5 separate regions of the Mus musculus genome follow, and regions 2, 3, 4 and 5 are each linked to region 1. A link is a contact called in public HiChIP or PLAC-seq, Micro-C and promoter capture Hi-C data. All regions are on one chromosome and are shown on one strand. The core of a region is the stretch at or near the end of the contact, and the rest is flanking DNA. Distances in the headings are between cores, read along the strand shown.

What was found. Promoter capture Hi-C pulls out the DNA fragments that hold promoters and counts their contacts. A called contact is a pair of places that touch in the nucleus more often than the background predicts. HiChIP or PLAC-seq counts read pairs in DNA pulled down with a chosen protein or histone mark.
Region 2: a FOXA1 HiChIP or PLAC-seq map of pancreatic cancer cells shows a contact between it and region 1. The contact joins the enhancer-like site here to the promoter of Zdhhc21 in region 1. A contact is called at or near these places in 3 of 39 promoter capture datasets (embryonic stem cells, hippocampal neurons and liver), 2 of 115 datasets of contacts at active chromatin or transcription factors (embryonic stem cells and pancreatic cancer cells) and 1 of 9 other capture datasets (adipose tissue).
Region 3: a contact with region 1 is called in a promoter capture Hi-C map of pre-B cells, with 2.8 times the contacts expected there. The contact joins the promoter of Ccdc171 here to the promoter of Zdhhc21 in region 1. A contact is called at or near these places in 5 of 39 promoter capture datasets (the C10 cell line, embryonic stem cells, liver and 2 more), 1 of 484 Hi-C or Micro-C datasets (the G1E-ER4 cell line), 2 of 115 datasets of contacts at active chromatin or transcription factors (embryonic stem cells and large pre-B cells) and 4 of 9 other capture datasets (adipose tissue, embryonic stem cells, liver and 1 more).
Region 4: a promoter capture Hi-C map of pre-B cells shows a contact between it and region 1. The contact joins the promoter of Psip1 here to the promoter of Zdhhc21 in region 1. A contact is called at or near these places in 4 of 39 promoter capture datasets (the C10 cell line, liver and pre-B cells) and 4 of 115 datasets of contacts at active chromatin or transcription factors (bone marrow-derived macrophages, embryonic stem cells, large pre-B cells and 1 more).
Region 5: a contact with region 1 is called in a Micro-C map of the G1E-ER4 cell line, with 2.8 times the contacts expected there. The contact joins the promoter of Snapc3 here to the promoter of Zdhhc21 in region 1. A contact is called at or near these places in 5 of 39 promoter capture datasets (the C10 cell line, the HPC-7 cell line, embryonic stem cells and 2 more), 1 of 15 datasets of contacts at CTCF or cohesin (the NIH/3T3 cell line), 3 of 484 Hi-C or Micro-C datasets (the G1E-ER4 cell line, embryonic stem cells and nephron progenitors) and 2 of 115 datasets of contacts at active chromatin or transcription factors (the 230-238 cell line and bone marrow-derived macrophages).

Annotation. Positions count from the first base shown.
Region 1 is chr4:82,858,377-82,861,044 of GRCm38.p6, reverse strand. Zdhhc21 (zinc finger, DHHC domain containing 21) reads left to right here and starts at 1,372. Exons shown (of 9, transcript NM_026647.4): 1 at 1,372-1,555.
Region 2 is chr4:81,924,779-81,927,446 of GRCm38.p6, reverse strand. No RefSeq gene overlaps it. Among named protein-coding and RNA genes, the nearest start is that of Gm46886, 8.0 kb to the left of the region's middle. Within about 2 kb of position 1,371, at least 69 of the 459 cell types and tissues checked have an H3K27ac peak or open chromatin away from gene starts, as enhancers often do. A contact at or near this core is called in hippocampal neurons and pancreatic cancer cells, where this site is marked.
Region 3 is chr4:83,524,214-83,526,881 of GRCm38.p6, reverse strand. It overlaps Ccdc171 (coiled-coil domain containing 171), which reads right to left and starts at 1,337. Exons shown (of 26, transcript NM_001355378.1): 1 at 1,112-1,337.
Region 4 is chr4:83,485,091-83,487,758 of GRCm38.p6, reverse strand. Psip1 (PC4 and SFRS1 interacting protein 1) reads left to right here and starts at 1,296. Exons shown (of 16, transcript NM_133948.6): 1 at 1,296-1,484; 2 at 1,831-2,042. The coding sequence starts at 1,971.
Region 5 is chr4:83,416,379-83,419,046 of GRCm38.p6, reverse strand. Snapc3 (small nuclear RNA activating complex, polypeptide 3) reads right to left here and starts at 1,323. Exons shown (of 9, transcript NM_029949.4): 1 at 993-1,323; 2 at 264-341. The coding sequence starts at 1,294.

The sequences.
Region 1 (2,668 bases), core at 123-2,622:
TTTAAAAATAAAGGAAAGTCATGATTTACTTATTTCTCTTATCTTAAAGAACGCCCCTTTTGTAAAGAAGATTGTCAGGTGGTTTTATGAGGCTTCTGTTTAGATTTAGAGTTGAGAGAGTACTGCTAACAGGGTTAAAGTCAAGGCTGCAATCACCCTGGCCCTGAGTAGCTGCCACAGTGACTGTGACACTGTTGTTTGAGATGTAGAGGGAAGAATGAGCACTATCTTGGAGACAGCCTTGGCTTTAGTGGTTGTGTTGATGTTTCTTGACACACAGCCAGGAGGAAAGCTAGGTCTCCGCGTGAGAGGCCTCCCCCTTTCCCACACTCCCTTGTTTTCTTTGTCTTCCTATCCTGCCCCTATCAGTGGGGAAGTAGAAGATTTTTTTTTTTTAAGGGGAATGAAATTAAGGGGATTTGTCAGGAAATGGAACAAGCTAGTTGAAGGTAACTTTAGAGTTAGTACAGCTGTCGTCCCAGGACCTGAGTAACAGGTACCACCGGGAACAGTTTGTTCTGGAAGGCTCTCAATACCATTCAACAAGAAGTACAGACTTCCTACAGCAGGGAATTCCTCTCCCATCCACACATGATCTTCTTCTGGGACATGTAGGCATAACCAGCTATCTCCATACAGTATAAACTTTTCCACGGCACTATTTAGGAGTGACGTGCAAAAAGCTATATTATTATATTATATATAATATAACATATTATATTATATTATTATATTTATATTATATTATTGTATCTCAGGCGTTTGTGAGGATAACAGCTTAGATTGGGAGATGGGTTATTTGAGCTGTTGCGTTCATTAATTTTTTTTCCTAGGTGTCACTGATTGGAGCGCTGACAATTTATAGAGATTATCTGAAATGCATTTAAAAATGATTTGAATGCGGATTTAGGTTGCCAACAAGAATTGGAAAAACCTCCAATGGCTGGGGTATCCCAAAAGAGGGTCTGAAGGCCCTAAAGATGAACACTGCTGCTTTGGGGTGCACTGATAGGTGTCACCTCCAGATCCTGAATTAAAATTCAGGTACGGAATGAGCAGGCCTGAGACTGCATTCTCTCCAGAATCCCAGAAGATGTCAATGTTGCAGACTAAATTTTGAAGCAAGGTAACATTGGAAAATCCATAGCTGTCACTGGGGAGAGAGGCCTGTTCCCCGACAGAAGGAGGAAGCGAGCACTGCTTAAGGCTGAGGCTGGTCCTAGGCAGGGAGGGTGTGGGGACACGCGTGTGCGGCCGCCTGGGCAGGGCCGGGATGCAGGGCGGGGAGGCACAGGTAGGTTAGACGAAGGTAGGCCGGGCGCAGCGCTGGGCTGCGAGCGCTTTCAGGTCTTTCGGCCCTCGGCGGCTCCCATCGCAGCTCCGGGGCGCGAAGCGGAGAGGGCGACGGCGGCCGTGCCTCCGCGCGGGCGCGCGGGCATGCCGACACCCACTCGGCCGGTCCCGGCGCCTCGGCTCCCGGAAGCGGAAGGGGACTGCGGCCCGGCCTGGGCGGCGGAGGCGCGGAGCCGAGTGGAAAGCGGCGGAGCGGGCGGCGGTGAGTGTGGGCCGGCGGGCGGTCCCGCACCTGCCATGCAGCATCCCTCCCGGAGACCGCGGCCCTGAATGGGCTGGGGTGGGGAGAGAAATCCGCCGAGTTCTCCCCGGGACTCTGGCGTCCCTGCACCCCCGGGGCCCGGGCTGTCGGCGTGACCGAGCGTTTCATTCATTTCGAGGTCGCTGGTGCGGAGCTGCAGAGGACCCTCTGGGAGAAAACCGTGCACCTCCATTGACCTTCTCCCTCCTCTCCCTCGGCCGGCCGCACCGGCTGTTTTGAGAAAATGGCTTTCCGCATGGCAGCACTTTGCACTTGTTACCATTCCCTGTAATCACTCGCTGAACGTAACCTGCGCTGGTCGTTTAAAATTTATGGTCTTTTCTCGAGATGTATTTGGGTCACATTTTAAGATACCGTATGAGTCAGTGGAAGATGTTTGTATCTCCAGGGCTAAGAGGACCTGGCCGGTCATTACTTGAAAATACTGCAATATAGCAGTTCATAAAAGTACAGGAGGGGCTGGGTAAAAATCAAGGTCATTGTGGGTGGGTCATAAATCAGTGTAAAGTTTCAGCCCAAAATAAGGGCAAATAAGGGTAATTAAGTGTAAGTTTAAAAGACTTGTCCAATGGGTCCTCCACCCACTGCTAATATGCATACCCCTCACCCTCCCCCCCCCGACCCCAAATTCACTCCCTACTTTGTGGTAAAAGATAATGATAGCCGTTACCATTTGATGACTGCTTAGTGTGTGCCATTCCTAGATGAAAGGGTTTGGTGCAGTATCTCATTAAGTTCTTCCAGAGCTTGAGATCCACGGATAAAGTTCAGAGGGTACCCTGTTGCCACCTTAGTTGTGCCCTCTCAGTAGTAAGGCTTTTGAAGAGGAGAAGTGGTATGAAATCATTTGGGGGAAAAAAAAAAAACCAGATACAGTTTGGAGTTGAAGACAGAAAAGCCAGATTCGCTTTTGGTTTCTGTACTATCCAGCTATGGGGTCATGGGTAGGCCAGGGATCCAGTGTTATTTTCTCATCTATACAACTAGGTAGCCAGGCTACGTTTTTCTAAGCGGTGATCTTTCAAGCTTTCTCATGTCTGTCTGGGAAATGTC
Region 2 (2,668 bases), core at 122-2,621, 930 kb after region 1:
GGTCAGGACTGGTGAAGCACCAGCCTGTGAGTGCTTTCTCACAGGTTCTTGAGTTGCCTGGAGCAGGGATATCTTGTCTGCCTTACTTACCCATTAACTCCAGACCTTAGAAGAACATAAGGCTCATAGGAGCAAGCAGAGTGAGTCGAACAAGCTGGCCAAGAACTCATGGAACAGAAGTATTTCATAGGTTAACCATGCATTGCTTAATTCAGAGTGCAAAGCCTCCTGATAGCTTTCCCTTTTTGAATAACAGCAAGTTTAGGCTTTCAAGGCCTCCTGCCCTATAAGGAAACGTACAATTATTACAGTTCTACATGAATGGCTTAATTTCCCAGTGAAAGGACAAGCTTTTCTTTCATCTCATTCATCCAGTTAGACAAGATCGTCCCCACTGCTGTCCTAAGGATATTTCAAAACCACAGGTATGCATGTGGTTTTCAGAGCCTGAAAGCATAAAGCCACATGCACTTTTTAAAAAAAGTATGACTATTTTCATTTCTATTGTTAAAAGTAGAAACTATTCATGTGTTTCCCCTCGGGACAGTCGTGCATGACAGAGGTATGTACACTGCACATTCTTTCCTTGTCTCTTATGCTGGCACCTATGCTACTTGGGCTCACACACAGTTCTTTGTTCACACAGCAAAAGGCTCACTCTGTCTGAAGGCACAAAGCATTGGCATTTGCAGGCTATGGCTTATGTTTACACACGCACGTCTTAATGTGGGTTCTCTGGGACTCTCAGGTCATGCATGCTCAGCGGATCTATGACCTGTGACCTCTCTGTAGCTAATATTTGTTTTGTAGATATTCATACATTATGTCTTTATATATATAAACCCTATGCTAGAATCAAAAGCCGATGATTGTACTTGAGACGTAGAACTTGAAATGAGTCTTGCCTTTCTCTTCCTTTTCAGTGTGCTTTGACTCTTGTTAGCTCATTCCAAATACTGCTGACTCCGGTGCATCTCAGTCCTAAGGGAAGAAGTGGAAATGCAGTGGATGGATAGCGGAGTAGACCACACTCTGCTCTCCTCTCTCTCAGAGCCCTTTTCAAGATAAGAAGTGCATAGTTTTATAATGGAGAAGAGTGGTTGATTCATCCTAAAGCTATTCAAGGTACATAACAGTCCTTTATATAGAAGTCTGCTGAGTTCAAATGCACCTCTCCCTGGGCAGCATATTAAATAACAGTGTCTAGCTTAGCAATGCCAGGCTCTTTTTTTTCTTCTTCTTCAAAATGAAGTGTATTCCCATGTGTAAAGCATAAAGTCTGTGTGTCTGCTGTACGAAGGAACGTGTGTACTCACAGCTGTAGTCACACACCCTTTGCAGAAAGCACTGTTAATGAGGACTTCCTGTTCTCGTGTTTTTAGGTGACTAAGGAACCTGAGGGTGTTTAGCCTGATGAGTGATGTTCTTGACTGCAGTCTGTGCCCGCCCGGCTCCAGAGTTTATCTGCTTTCTGTTTGTTTTCTGTGCTCCTATTAGGTTGTTGTTAGTTACATTCTGATGTTTGTAGTTTGGGGAAATCTGTATCTTTGTTATTTATGTTATCAATAATGTGACCTGGGCCTTCCTCAGCAATGTTCCAACTGTTCCCAGGTCCTCAATCACTAATTATGCAGATGAACAGATTGTGGAAACTCTTTCCTTATGGCTGCATTCTGGAGGACTTGTTTTTATTAAATTGTGGATGTCTTGAATTATAATTAGGTACTGGCCCATATTTATAGCCTCTCTCTCTCTCTCTTTCTCCATCTCCTTCTCTTTCTCCCCATTCCCCCTTCATCTCTCCCTCTCCCCTCTCTTCATCTCTCCTCTTCACTATCTTCATTATCTCTTTCTCCCCTTCATGCCCTCTTCCTTCTTTTTATTGCTATGTGCAGGAAACTTCATAAAAAGAGACAGAGAGTGAGCGAAGAAGCCTCCAGTCATTGGCTGCAGAAGTAAGTTTGCCTAGTAGCAGATGTGGCAGGGCAGCGTGCTGGATCCAGGAGGTTCTGTTGCTTGCAAAAAGTCATTAGGATGGGGAGCAGCCTGCCAGACAAAGCAGTAGAAGTTGGAGAGCTTAACAAGTTCAAGGGCAAGAAAGGGATTCATCCACTGCCTTATAAAACAGCCCGTTCCTCTGAAGTCTCTGAATGGGGTTCATTAAACAACAGTTGGAGAACACACAAGAGAAAATATAGGAGATACAGGGACCCCATAGTTTACTGAAGCTAGCCAAATCTTTGTATATCTTATGTGCTTATTTTATGAAGTGTACTGATTTTGTTATTTGAAGTGTATTAAGCATTTAAGTGTGTCCAGTACTCTAAGGAGTATAGGAAACTTGTTCTTCTTGATGCTTCCAGGAGCACATGACCTTAAAGGACTTCGATGGCTTTTGCATGACTCAGAAATAAGCACTGTAAGTGAACTGTGGTTTCATTAAAAACATACATACACACATGCACACATGCTGAATGATGTGAGAAAGGACTGGGTATAGAGTTTGCAATAGAGGAGAAAGGGCGTTACATCCTATAAAACATACAAACAAAGCAAACAGAAAAAAATTCTCATTGATGTTTTAATAACTTATTTCTAGTTTTCAGCTGGTAGCTTTGATAGATAAGATTTCCTTTCTACTTTCTGGTTTTAGATATTCAATAAAATA
Region 3 (2,668 bases), core at 88-2,587, 670 kb before region 1:
TTTTTTTTTTTTTTTTTTGTCTATGCAGCTTTGCATTCATTAGTCGTGACACCTGTGTGGGACTATCAGCAGTTACACGGTTCATTTGGCAAGGGGGCACTTCAGAGCTGAGTGCAGCTCAAATAGCAGAACACTTTTGTGCCCATGATTCTTGTTCAGTCTCAACCACCTTTCATCCCATCTCTGAAAAAAGAAGAGAGGTGAAGGAGATGTGTGATTCTGTCCATAAAACACGCCTAAGACAAAGAAACTCAAACAAACAAAAAGTAAACGGAGCCTGAAAGACTAAGCCCACTCTGCTTATTTGACATAAAGAACCTAAGGTCCAGGCGACAGGTGATTTGCCTGTCACAGCTAATAAATGGCTGAGCCAGGATTTACACACAAGCTCCAAGCTAAAACAGCCGCCTTCACTTTCCCTAGAATCCCGCTGCACTGCCTGCATTCCTCTGCCTTTAACTGGAAAGGATTGCATTTCCGGCTCTATCACAGTTTGGTCGTTACTAAGCACTGATAAATACAAATAACAAAACGGTAGTTTCATTTCTCCAATACTAGGAAAAGTATAAAACATCAACGTGCAAAATCTTAGAAGCTGTTTGATATCGTCTCTAAGTTATGTATTTGATTAATATGAATATCGTAAATGATTAAAAAGTCAAAGGGGGGGGGGTGTGTGCTTGTACGCAAAATTCAGCTTTAAACTCACAGCTGACTTTTCTAAGTCCCAAGGTGGGTGGTAGGCAGAAGTTGCATAACTCATTGTTTTGCTTATCAAACGTTTGTAGGGTGCCTAAAGTGTGGTAGGCATTTAAATAAAATGAAGGTAAAACACGAAAAAAAAAAAAGTGATCCTTGGGTACTGATCCCAAAGAGCTCCGAGGACTCTAGTCCCCACCGGTCCTCGGAGTACAGCGAAGATGCTCGGCTTCCTCAAGGTGGGCGGAGAGCCCTGGCCATTGAGCTGGAGGCTGGAGGCTGGAGGCTGAGCTGGAGGCGTGTCAGCACCAGCTAGCAGCCCTCAGCCGGGTCCTCTCTGCAAGCCCAGTCTCCTCTCAGCACCTCCCGGTCCCGGGCGCCAGTCACCATTGCACCCACAGCCCGCAGTTACCTCGGACTCGCGTGGTCCAGCCTGCACACCCACGACCCCCAGGCAGCTTCAGGTCTCGGGGTGAGTGGGAGGTCAGGCAACTCTCAGGAGAAAGAGTGACAACTGGGGAAAGCCGATGGACTCTAGGGCCAGGATGGAGAAAGTCTACGAGGTGAAGTTTACAACGGCCACTTCCGGGGGCCCGGAACACGCGACGAGGCTCTGGGCAGCCGCGACTTTCTCCGCCTCCCTGGCCCCGCCCCGGCAGGCCCGCCCCTCGCCTCCGCGTCCCCAGCGTCCCGCCCGCCGCCCGAGCCCCAGCTCCAGGATACGCGCGTACTCAGAGAACGCGGGCTCGCGCTGGAAGAGAAGCGCCGGCCCGCAACCGCGCGCGCTCCCGCGGCAGGCGGGGTATATTGCGCATGCGCCAGGGGTGGGGTACGCGTGCGCAAAGCACACGGGTGGCTCGGGGCCGCGTTCCACCCCATGCGCGCTCCAGCGCCGGCATGCTGTGCCTTCTCCTTGTTTCAGAACTCCCGCAACCGAGTGGCGTGCACATTTCCAGCCTCGGAAAAGGGCAGCAGCCTGTTCCTGCTCTGTAAACGTCTTCTTAGCTGGCTCTCGGCCCGAGAAACCCGCTAGGACCGCGGCCGATGCCAGGGTCCCCAGGGAGAGTGCCTGGGCTTCGGCACAGGTGGCAGACTCTCAGCGCCCTCCTCCTGCAGTCTCCTCCTCCCATCGATTTCTTTTGTATTTTGGCTTGGGTGGATAGAATGTAGGTCGGTGCTCTGATGCTGCTGAGCGTCTTTGATTACAAATAATGCAGAACCGGATTCATTGGCAAATAAGGCCTTGGAGCCTCGCCTTGAGCTCCATCTCTGCTAGATTTCAGCCCCTCCCCCTCCTCGCCCACAATTTATAAAGAGCTTTGGTTCGCCCTGTAGCCGCTTCAGAGGATTGGAAAAGCAAATCCTCTTTTGTTCCTTGGCTTTTGAAAGCCTATTCCCTAAAGAACAATGCGAAATGGCAGGATTTTGATGAAAGGTTTTTATCCCTGCCGCCACTACCTTCTTTCCACAAGTGTTCATACAAAATGAGCCTTTTATGCTAAACTTGTCCGGGGTTGGTTGTAATCAGCCTGAACCAGGTGTTGGGGTTCTCGCCTGCTCTCGCTCTGGAAAGTTAACAGTCCTAAGAGCAAATAGATTAAAACTTTGGTTCTTGCACTGCTGAGAAACTTTAATTGGTTTGAGGTCAGTTGTTTGGTTTTTAAAAGGTTTTCCTTGCTTCTTAAGGCTTTAGCCAGAAGAGATAACTGCTTCGAAAACAAACTGAAGGAAACAAAAGTAGCCCTCTCTACTTAGGAATCAAATGGAGAATTACAATAAATAAGATTACATTCACCACCACCATGGGTTTCTCTGTGTGGCCTGACAGTCCTGGAAGATGAGAGTTTTTTTTTAAATTGTATACGGCTTAGTTTTGTTATTTGAAAGATTTTTGTTTGGAGGGAAGTGATTTTGTTGTTGTTTTGCTTTCTTGGTTTTGTCTGGGTGGGGTTTTTTAATTCCCTATGTA
Region 4 (2,668 bases), core at 47-2,546, 630 kb before region 1:
AATAAAGCCCTGAATTTTTGCCTATTCAAACAAAGCTCTTCCTGAGTCTCAGCTGTGAGTCTTTATTTAAAGCAGTATTATTGCTTACACATTTTAATATTCTTAATATCTTTAATATTTTTAGCCTGTTTGATATAGGAAATACCTAATCTTGTTCCTAGCTGTATATTCAACACCAAACAGTGCTCTATTCTAAACAGGATTTTGGAGAGATTCAATGAAGGATGAAACAAAAGACTTATTTTTTCTTAATACTTTAATGTCTTCTAATTTGCCACATCCTTACTTATTGGGAACCTGGATGTTAATGGATAAATAATATTAGTTCTGCTAGAGTAAAGATCGTAAAAGTCAACCCATTTCAGAAGGTGTATTACAAAATATTAAAAGCATCCACTGGCTAAAGGATCAAAAATAAGTTCACCTTTAAATACCCTTTAAGAGAATTTTAAATGATGAAATATTTAGGTGTTAGTAACTCTTCTCTCCTGTATCACCTACCACCATATATATCACTTTTCTAGGGAAATAGAATTTTAAGTGCAGGGCTAAAATTTAGATTGGGCCCAAATCCACATCCTAACTAACAAGCTAACTACGCTTTCTCTGTCATTGTTTTATATCCTTGACGTTTTGCATTCAATGGGATTGTGTTTTCGTTAACGGTTCTCCGCGGTTGAAATATCAGGGAAATGAAATAGGGCTTTCTCATGTTTCAGTCCCAAGAAAAGGAGACTGCAAAGCCCATTCTGCGAGGTGTAAGAGGCCTACAAGGTGCACACCCTGCAACTGCTTCATATTCCAATTTCATCTCTGGGATTTTGCACAGCTCTTCATTTTGGGGATGATGTAAACTGCGCAGGAGCACTACAGTACTCGCACCAAGGAGAAGGATGCGAGAACAAGCACCTTGGGCTGCCACATTCTCTTAAACATGCAGCCGTGGGCTACAGGCCCGGATACCCGCCCCCAAACCGGGTCCACAACAATCGTTTCCTCCCTCCCCGTCTTTTACATACAGTACACATACAAATACACACACGCAGAGCAGCCAGCAGGGGCGGGCCGGGCGCGACCACTGTGCCAGCCGTGGGGGGGGTGGAGGAGAGGGACAGCTCCCGCGTGCCTCTCTCCGGGCCTCCCCTCTCCCTCCCCTCCCACGGCATCTGCTTGCAATTGGTCGCAACCAGGGGCACCTGTGGGCTCTAGGGGACTCAGGCCCTCAGCTCCCGAGCCACGACGCTCGGCGGCTGTAGCGCCACCCGTGCCTGCGCGAGCACTTGGTACGGCCCAGCGCTAGCGGGCGCCGAGCGGGAGCCGCGCGGGAGCGGCGTAGCGACATCGGCGGCGGTGGCGGTGGCGGTGGCGGTTGCAGCTCGGAGCCGTTGAGACGCCTCTGCGGCAGCTGGTGGCGCAGGTGGCCGGCGTGGACGTGGGCAGGAGCGGCCAGCGCGCCCCGCAGCCCCAGCGCCGCCGCCCGGCAGGTGAGAGCCGCCCCGCCCCCGCTCGGCGCGGATGGGAAGCGGGCGGCCGCGCTCGCAGCCTCCCTCCTCTCCCCGCCGCGCCCCTCCCTCGTGGGCTGCGGCCCGTGGGAAAAGCCCTGGGAGCGCCGGGGTGGGAGGCCGGCGGCCGGGTGGCGGGCAGCATCCCTGCCTCAGGTGGCCGCGACCGCAGGCCCCGGCGCTGCTCGGGGCCGAGGCCGCGCTCTGTCCGAGGAGGCGCGCAGGCGGCTCCCCCTCCCCCTCCGCCGCCTCCCCTCCCCCTGCCCTCCTCCCCGCGGCCCCTCCCTGGGGTTTGCGCTTTAACCGCCCTCCCTGCTGTCCCTCGCAGGCGCGTCGGGACACCCCGAGGCATCCTCCCCCGCCCGCGGGCCCGCCAGTCCCAGCTCGCGTCTGTGCTCTCGCATCTCCTGATCGCGGCTGCGCTGCTCCCCCTTCTGGTCTTGGGACTCCCGGCGTCGCCCCTCAAACATGACTCGCGATTTCAAACCTGGAGACCTCATCTTCGCCAAGATGAAAGGTTATCCTCATTGGCCAGCTCGAGTAAGTGATTTGTAGCCCCGGTGTAGCGGTGCGGCCTGCCTCCCATCGTTTCTTCTCGGCTTCCTTTCAGTCCTTCCTCTCCTTTTCTCTTTACCGTTACTTGGAACCTTTCATTTTAGCTTTCTTTCTTTTTTTTTTTTTCTGTATACTCACGTACAATTGTAAAATTCTAGGTTTTCCTTCATATCCGCGGCGGTTTCCCTTTTTGAGTCTCTGACAGGTGTTCTATATAGCAGTTTTTGGGGATGACATTCAATTAACGTTTCATTGAGGCGAAATCATCAAGTAGGATTTTTGTGAGTTGAAATCATGACATTTCCTTAAAATTTGGAATTTTGAACAAAATACAAAGCGTCAACGAAAAATGCAGACTCCAAGCCCTTGCATGTCAGCTGTGGTTTAGGTTGCTTCGTACCGATTTGCAGTTGGCGGCTCATTTGGATCTTTAGATTCACAGTCTTTGGCTTTATGACCTTGAAGATGTTGTTTTCCATTTTTTGTTCTCCATAGCCAAAGGGAGAAGTAGACCGGACACTGGATTAACCTAACTGGAGAAGTCCTAAGGGCTCAAGATGTTACATTAAACAGCCGAGCTCCATTTTCAGGAAAAAAAAAATAGGTTTTTT
Region 5 (2,668 bases), core at 74-2,573, 560 kb before region 1:
CAACAACCAGTCATCAATTATCATTGAACTCACTAGGTAGCTAAGGCTAACCTCTAACTTACATCAGTTTTGACTCAGCCTCCCGAGGGCTGGGATTACAGCCAAAAGCCAGGACACCAAACTAATGGTTGAATTTTAAGTGGTGGAGTAAAACATTCAGAGTGTTCAGATAAACAGCAGAAAGACTAACTGTAGTTTAGTGGTAGGTCGTGTTTCATCTCCAGCACCAAAACAAATAGCATATAACAAAACAAAACTCATACCATAAAGTCACTAGGTCAGTGTTCTCTGGGATGACTTCCGGGTCTTCATCTTCCCCGAGGCATCTCAGTTTATCAAGGCTTAGAGAAAGGGAGGTTGGGAAAGGGAGAAAGGAAAAGCAACGATTTATGATCAGCCATGCATTTTTCAACAGCGGGTCAGAGCTTGTCCTAAATACATCATTGAATAATTAAGTCTTATGAAATCCAGCAGGCAGCTCAAAAGAGGCCAGAATTCAAGACAATGGTTTTTGTGCCAGTGTTATACCGAAAAGGGTGTATGTTCATTTGAGGACAGCCAGTACTGTCAAAAGGAGAAGGACCGCTACAAGTTAGTTTTTGTATTTCTATTTCCAGGTAAGAAACTTTTAGGGAAATTTTAGTAATAACATTTTCATGAGGACCGCTAGAAACCACGGTTAATAAAGGTTTCAACCCGGCTCTGTTTAAGTCTCCTCCATCCTCAGGTACTTCCATTGTCCAAATATCAATGACAGATATATACCGCTGTTACTTCAACAAGCACTTTAAAGATCAAGAATAGAAGTCTTTCGTGCATTTGTAGTGTCCCGTTACTGGATCCACCCCTCAGGAAAGTGCTTTTGGACCCAAGGATCTCTTCCGGCCTTCCGGAAAGGGTTTAGGGGGACGAAGGTTAAGGGTCTCCGAGAAGCGCAGGGACGAGGCTGAGCCCTGCGGGATCCACGCAAAACCCCGAAGCCGCACACTCACCCGCACACGACCCTCAGCTCTGCTGCTGCCTCCAGACTGCAGCCCAGATCGCTGGCTACTGCAGCATCCTCAAAGCCGTCGTTGGATGCCCCTCCGTCGGTCGGCTGCTCGGCTGCCTGCGGTTCGCTCAGCGACAAATCCTGGGCCCCTAGCCGGCCACGCCATAGCTCCCCAAAGGAGCCCACATGGAACACGCGCGTGTGCAACTCGGGAAGCTCGTATTCCGGAAAGCTGCTGTGGCTCGCACTGGGGACTGGGTGCTGTGGGCCACCCGCACCGCCGCCCTGCAGGTCCTCCGCCATGTCAGCCACGATCCCTTCCGGCAAAAGCTGGCGAGAGGGCGTCGCGGGGCGTGACGGGATTTGTAGTTTTGCAGAGCTCCGGGGTGGCGGGCGGTTGCGCGAGCTGTGCTTCAGAAACTACATTTCCCAGCAGGCTGGCTACCGCCTGGGCGCGGCTCGGTCGCTGTGGGCCGGGCTGGATGCATTGTTCTCTGGACTTGTCCGAGGGCTGTGCGGCTCGCTGTGTTCCGAGCTGATCTGGTATTGGGACCCACAATTACCTAAAGACTCAATCATTGGGTCCCCATCTCATAGTTTTCTCAAATCTGGTTCGTAGGGGCGGGACTTTTGTCCACTGGTTTTGCGAGCTGCTCTGCGGTTCCTCCTATCCTAGAGAGAATCCTGAAGGACAAGGGGCACTGAGACTGGTTCGTCCAGAATCTTCTGAAAGGCACGGTGTGTGTTTGTATGCGTGCCTTTGTATACCTACCTGCACGATAGAGCTTATCGAACGTCGGCTATGCAACACACAAATTCATTCTTAGCCATATGTATATATTTTGAAAAGTCACCACTTTTCCGGGGAGAGAGCCGAATGTGATTGTTAAAGGAGTAAACCGGTAAACTAGGAAATGGAAGTAGCTTGAAACCCAGTGAGCCTAGATGTTTCTGAAGCTTGGCCATCGCTCAGCTGTTCCAAATATCATAGCAGGGTGTGCTGAACAATCCCTGGCTTGTATGATTGTCCTGTGACACATGTTGTATAATTCAGCCATTGGAACTATTCCTTTAGTGGCTTTTAGTATATTCACAATGGGGCAACCATTAGTTTAAGAACATTTTCACCACTCGTGAAAAGGTTGCTTTTAGTTATGACTCCCAATCCTTCCAACTTTAGCCAACACTTTTCAGGCTTTACGTCTGTAAAGGTTTGCTATCTGGGCTTTTTGAAATAGGATATCACTACGTAGAACAGTCTAGCCTTGAATTCACAGCCGCTTCTGCCTCCTGAGTCCTGGGATTAAAGGTATGTCCCACCACACCCAGTTTATTTTCTACATGTAATATAAATGTAATCATATATGACCTTTACAATAGGTTTCTATAATATTGTACAATATTTTTACTTTGCAGCAAATTTCAGTACTTCATCCCCCCCCCCTTTTTGGTTGAATTTAATTGTATTGCATGGATATTATATATTTTATTTATTGAAACTCATTGGATGGACTGGGCTGCAGCTCAACTGATAAAATACTTGGCTCACATGCATGAAGTCCTGGGATCAATAATCCCAGCACTTGCAAGGGAGAGGCAGGAGGACCAGAAGTTCAAGGTCATAATCACCTTCAGAGGGAGTTTGAAGCAAGCCTGGGATACAGGAATTCCTGTCTC